2 separate regions of the Mus musculus genome follow, and region 1 is linked to region 2. The links are chromatin contacts, called in public Micro-C maps. All regions are on one chromosome and are shown on one strand. The core of a region is the stretch at or near the end of the contact, and the rest is flanking DNA. Distances in the headings are between cores, read along the strand shown.

Evidence for each region. A called contact is a pair of places that touch in the nucleus more often than the background predicts.
Region 1: a contact with region 2 is called in a Micro-C map of the AtT-20 cell line, with 4 times the contacts expected there. The contact joins two enhancer-like sites. A contact is called at or near these places in 2 of 39 promoter capture datasets (the 3T3-L1 cell line and hippocampal neurons), 2 of 15 datasets of contacts at CTCF or cohesin (the NIH/3T3 cell line and pro-B cells), 45 of 484 Hi-C or Micro-C datasets (the 3T3-L1 cell line, 3T3-L1-derived adipocytes, the AML12 cell line and 28 more) and 6 of 115 datasets of contacts at active chromatin or transcription factors (VIP interneurons, astrocytes, embryonic basal ganglia and 2 more).

What each region holds. Positions count from the first base shown.
Region 1 is chr12:118,456,410-118,459,456 of GRCm38.p6, reverse strand. No RefSeq gene overlaps it. Among named protein-coding and RNA genes, the nearest start is that of Gm25577, 47 kb to the left of the region's middle. Within about 2 kb of position 1,741, at least 12 of the 459 cell types and tissues checked have an H3K27ac peak or open chromatin away from gene starts, as enhancers often do. A contact at or near this core is called in the AtT-20 cell line, where this site is marked.
Region 2 is chr12:118,055,025-118,058,411 of GRCm38.p6, reverse strand. Dnah11 (dynein, axonemal, heavy chain 11) reads left to right here. Exons shown (of 82, transcript NM_010060.3): 35 at 1,203-1,319. Among named protein-coding and RNA genes, the nearest start is that of Dnah11, 140 kb to the left of the region's middle. Within about 2 kb of position 1,376, at least 5 of the 459 cell types and tissues checked have an H3K27ac peak or open chromatin away from gene starts, as enhancers often do. A contact at or near this core is called in the AtT-20 cell line, where this site is marked.

The DNA of each region.
Region 1 (3,047 bases), core at 492-2,991, 400 kb before region 2:
AATCCACACCAATATTCATAATCCAGCCCAACTACGTATATGTACACGACTGCCTGCCTTCTGCTGCAGCAAAGCTGGATTCTGCATGTGTATGGCATTATTTATGCACTTAGATGCAGTGTATTGTAACGATTCATATCTATTATAGATTTAGTAAGACACGAAGGCATAAGTGGATTTAATCAGACATGTAATTATTTTTATGCCTCCAACTCAAAAATATGCGTAAATAAATTTATGGTTATTTGGCAATCAGTGAGAATGGTCTTTATAAATGTTGAAACAGCTGCTGGCAAACATATTTGCAAAAGAAAGAGGATGGTTCTTATCTTCCAACCAGCAAGCGATAAAGGGATGAGTTAGCTGGGAATGCACTGTCCTAGCTGTTAAATATTTGTTTCATCATCTTCAATATTACACAAACATGCATTCAACATAAGGAAACCTGGCATTTCTTTCCCTTTGTGGGAAAGGAGCTCATTTTCTCAGAGGAGCACATTTTCTCAGAGGAGAACCTTGGAGCACACCTATACGTTACAATGCTCTTATTTTCTAGTTCTGAGTAGCTGCTGTCATGCTGTTTGACTTCCACATTCCCGTTTATTCTGTCATTGGTGGTATCGTTCCGGATCTTGAGATGGAACATTCTCATTTGAAATAATGGGCTACGATGGCGTGCGCACTTCTGTCAAATATGTTGATTCTGGCGTCTGTTAGGGTTGCTGCTCTGACTTTCACAGTGGCTTTAAGACATTTGTAAAACTTTGCCGGGAAGGATAGTAACTGGCAATCTTCGAGTTAGCTGGTTATGATTACTTCTCTGTGTTGAAACATCTAATAAATTATGCATCTAAAAATGTAGATCTTGGACAAATACTCTGAGAAAAATCTAATTTTCTTGAAATATATCTTTTTTCATTCTCTCAAGTTTTCAGCTGAAATTTTGTGCTTTGGACTGTTGAGAAATTAATAGCATCGGCATCTGGTATCTTCTCTCTAACCTTCAGCAGAGAAAAAGCTTCTCAGAGCTCTCCTAATGTGTCAATTAGGACCTAGGCAGATTACTTCACGAGGAATTATGTATTTCATTTGTCTAGTATCAGGTATAAAAGAGTATAATATATTAAAGTAGGACACAACCAGGCACACTCGCGCGCTCAGGACTGGGATAGGCCATGTAAATAAAGCTGTCGCCCTGGCTTCCCAAGGTGAAGACTGTATCAGCCTGCGTTCTATGCTTATGATCATTTCCAATACTATCCGGTTGGGGTTAGTTAGCAGCCTTAGATGTCACGGTCACCCGACTTTTGTAAAATCATGGGGTTTCCTTTCATTCACGTATGTTGTTTCAGTGATCAGTAGTATTTCCAATAAATCATACACTAGCCAGTTGAAAGAGCTTCTGCCTGGTATGGGGGGGAAAAACCCTGCAAACGCGGCTAACTGATGCTTCGCCCGCTGCCCAGCTCGGCCGTGAGAGAAGCCGGGATCCTTGGAAAACCGCAGAGCGCCCTCTGTTGATGAAAAAGGCAACGCGCAGCGCGGGAGCGGACCCCAACCCTGTGGATCTGAAGCCACAACGCCGCGGTCGAAGAGTCCCATTTCTGACGTGGGAGAAAAAAATCCCGTTTAAAACTATAAGAATATTGATTTTTCTGGACACAGAAAGCACATATGACTGCAAGCTCCAAGAGAATGGTAGCATGGTAAGTATTTAAGTAGATACACGCACAAACATGCTCGTCTTTCAGTCTCTACTTGCCTAAAGCATTGGGTAAGGAGGCTTCTTTTCCTTCGATGGACACTCTACACGGGTTTGTTTCTATTCGTATTATTTGGGAACTGCCAGAAAACATGGCGTGAGCAATGATGCTAAATAGGTAGAGTCTACATTTCTTTTTCTTTCTTTCTTTTTTTTTTTAATGAAAGACTATAACTAAACCTCCTTTGAAAACACACACACACACACACACACACACACACACACACACACACAGCTACATCCCTTGACCTCCAAGAAGGAAAGACCAGAAAACAAAACCGCCACAACTGTTGACTTTTGCTGACTTTGGCTTAGTTTGTGTTTTATCACTTTCCAACTAAGTTCCAGCAAGCCTTTATAAAATAGTATACTGGGGTACAAAATTTTATTCGTGTGTGTGTGTGTGTGTGTGTGTGTGCGCGCGCGCACACGAAATTTAAAAGCAGTAATTCTATGATAAGAACTCTTCCGTTCTGTATTTCCATTTACTTCCTATTGGGTTGGGGAAGAAAATTAGTCTCACAGAAGTAACATCTTTACATTTTAAGGTCACTGCATATGCTAATTAGTTTTAAAAGCATAGTTGTTTTAGGATACCTTGTTCTGCCCAGCTTTTAGGTAGCAATTGAAAACGTTGCGTTCTTGACTTCCAGTTGTTGGGTGTTACAAACGTTTCTGAAAGACTGTATTCGGGAACTTGTTCAGACATACTGATGGCACAGGTGCTTATTAACCTAAAGCTGAGTATTTACAGCCACAGAATTAACTTGAGTTTGTGATTTGATTGCAATCTTTAATTCCTTTGTCTTAAAAGAAGACTTCTCTTTCTTGTAAGTTTCCTTTTCAAATTCAAAAAAGGAATCCAGAGACAAAATATTAGGCCTTGCTAAGAGAGTCACCAAGAAGGAAGGGAGGAGGGATGTGGAGAACTCTCAGAGTCGTTGCCAGCAGCCACGAAACTCGCCCAGATAAATCGCTCGGCGCACATTTTGATTTTTCCTCACAAAGACAATAAGAGTTTTAAAATAATATGCCTTTAGATTTTTCCTGTATCTTCCATCTTCGGCTATTTGAAGTCCCTACATGAATTCGATCACGCTCAACAGGATTTGTTCACTCAAGATGGGGCACAGGTGCTGAGGAAGTAATTTATGACCAGAGCCAGAATCCTGAGCTGAAGCTAACAGTGGGTACAGCAGTGCCTGGGAGGCTGTTAACATGCAAATCCCCACGAAACAGATGAAAACTGACAGACTTGGTGTCGTTCGGAGATTTCAGCCCACCC
Region 2 (3,387 bases), core at 127-2,626:
AGTCTCCATCATGGTCTCATGAGTTGATTAAATTCTCCTTACCCTTCAGGTTCTAAGCCATAGATCTAAGCTGAGTCCATCTGTTAGAGGCTCCTCCCTCTGCTTGGAGGCCCTGCCCATCATTGCTATGAATGCTGGGAGAGAGATGCTTAGACCCTGACCACACTCCTGACCTCTGTGAGCCAAGCTTGCCTGCCTTCCCTTAATTGACATTTTGGAAAATCCTGATTTCTCCATTTTAACCTGAACCATTAAAATAATCACCTGCTGTTAGCTACCTAGTATCTAAATCCCCCAGAAAGCCCCAGTATCTGTGTCTCTGCTCTCCTTCCTCTGAGACACCACTTTAGCCTTCCCCCTTCCTTCAAGAGATCTTTCTGAGGTCACCTTACATTTTGTCTGCTTGGCCCTGTCTGAAAGCTTACTTTGCTTGTTACCATTTTATTGCCTTGGTCATCAAAGGTCTAACTGGGCACTCATAATTTCTTTCTGAAAATCGTTGTTTCTTCCTAGCCTTAGCGTGGTGAAGATAGCAGTATTCATAGCTAATATCCGTTGGATATTTACTATGCCCTGGGTATTGTGTTGCAAACCATTATTTCATATTCTTTCAGATCCTCACCAGTAGGTAGGATTATTCTCCCTTTTTATTAAATGAGGAAATTGAAACAAAGAGGATAATTGTCATGCCTAATGTGTGGCATTGATGGCTCTGTACTCTGAGCCTAGCAGAGCCCACTGGCCTGCTGTCCTGACCACCAGACATTCCTACCATGCAGAGATGCTTAGTAGAGATTTACTGAATAACGGGCGGGCAGGTGAAACTGGACAGGGAGTCGTTCCTCCTGCTCCTTTGAGCATGGATACTCTCTGTGCAGTGCTCCATTCAAGGAACTGAAGGCAAAACTGTCATCACCTTTGATTAAATCTTAAGCAGTCAGCTAGCTCTCCGTTCTTCCATTTTAGGCTGTGGGGAGGGGGAAAAAGCTTCCCATATTGTGATTCTAGACGGGAAGGGGGGTTGTTTTTAATAAATATGCTTCAAAACATTCGAAATGTGTGTGCTTATGAATCTTAAAGAAAATTACCCAGGACAAACAGCTTTCTAATACACATTTGCATTTTGCAGGGGCTTGCATTTGTCAGTGTGCATTCATGTTCAGTGAACACATTTAATTCCATCAACGTTCTCTTTATGGTAGATTTGTATTTCTTGGAGAGACTATCCCGCTGAAACCCTCGGTTGGAATATTTATTACTCTGAACCCAGGATATGCCGGTCGAACCGAATTACCAGAAAACCTCAAAGCTCTGTTCAGGCAAGTGCTTCTCTCGCAGCTCACATACTGTGGTACACTTATGCCACCTAACGTTGGCTCGCTCTGACCATGCCATTTATTTTTCCAGAGAATTTAATTTCCTATGGAAAACTTATCTCTCTGAGATCGCTTTATAGAGATAGTTTTCCTCATGATCTTTATAGAGATAATTGTCTCCATGATAGACTCACCCCTTGTGTAATGAAACCAGCACTCAAATCAGTATGTACAAGTTATGTGGTAATTCCAAGTGTTTAATATTAGCTTTTTCATTGCTGTTTTATTGTAAACAGAACTTTCACAAGTTATAAAGCATTTGGTAAATGCAGACATGTATAAAGAGAAGTTATTTGCCAACTAGACATCATGATTGTTATAGTTTTTCTACTTTATTCTATAATTTATATTTTAGAGAGGCATGGTTTTATTTAGTTTCATTTTTGTAATGTTCTTTGTACATATTTTACTATACTATTGAAAATCTTTGGAAGTATAATTTACCACATCTCCAAAATCATCCCTCTTATGACTCATCTACAATTTCTTTATTGCCTTGTGTGGTGTGGCAGGCTTATTTTTGTTTTCTGGTTGGTTTGTTTTGTTTTTGTTTTTGATATTAAACTAAAATTTATTCTTATTAAAAAGTATGTTTGTTTCAGAGTCTTCAGGTGTATGCATGTATGTGCTCGGTTGTATGCGTGCATATGGAGGCCAGAGGTGTCTTCCTCAAATGTTCTCTTCCTTACTTTTTGAGGCAAGATCTCTCATTGACACGGGAGATCACCCATGCAGCTGGCAAGCCTCTGGGATCCTCCAGTCTCCACCTCCCAAGCACTAGAATTGCAAGTGTGTGCTACTGGAGATAGCTTTTACATGGGTGGTGAAGACTGACTGAACTCAGGTCCTCAAGCTGGTGTGGCAAACCCTTTAGTAATGAGCTCTTCCCCCAACCACAGAATAAAATCTTAGATGTAAAATTGCCAGACGATGATTAAAATACATTGCTGACCTCCTTTCTTCAAACACTCAGCCAATATATATGCCACCAGCAGCCTGCATAAGAAGACCTGCAGGTGCATCTTCGATACCCATCATGACTGTTAGCTTTTCCATTATGTCATCCAGGTGTAATCTGGTGCACTGGCATGCTTCCATCAAGTGAGCAGCTGTTGGAACATCACAAATATTCAGATTGAGAAGACAGCTCCTAAACTCTAAGGAGGCCCCTTGTGCCAGTTGGAAACTAATCCTTCTGTCACACACAACTCTCTGTGATTAAGGCTTACATATATCTTTTCTGGAGTTCCTATCAATTTCAACTTTCTAAACTGTGAGCCATGACCCCTTAGGGGCTCAAGTGACTAAATGTGGGTCCAGGAAAAGTTGGCAACAGTTTCTGAATGTGCAAGGACAAGAATTTATTCAGAATATAATGTATAATGAATTGGAGATGCATTTCTGTGATTTTCGCTGCAATCTTGGTTCTGAACACATAACATGTTGTCACAACACAACAATAACCAATGCTACCTGAGACAGCTTAGCTTAGATTCAACTCTATTCTGACATATGAATTGTAGCACCTTAATGTACATACACCGTTTACTGTACTTGTAGAGACATGACTTAATTAAGGAAGGCTCCCCTACACATACACCATTATTCCTCAACATGTTTCAAAAAGTTTGGAACACATTTTATCTTGATTTTGGATCTTGGGGGTTACTAGCTAGCCAGCCTAGCCTAACTTTGCTAGTACCAGAACAGTGAAAGAAAAGTGGTGGAGGGGTATAAATAGTGCCTCGGGAGTGACATCAGATGTTTTTTGGCCTCCACACACATTGACATATATTCTACATGCGAGTGTGTACTCATGTGTAAAAATAAGTTGATATATTTTAATAGTATGTGAATTAGCTTTTATACTTAATAAGTTGTTCTATGAATACCAAAGAACTGTTTTAATGTTGGTTTCCTTATTACTTACCATCAGTGAATAGTTGTCATATACACCTGGTCTATATACATGTAGACCAGGATCATATACAATTCCTTAAGGCAGAAGGGG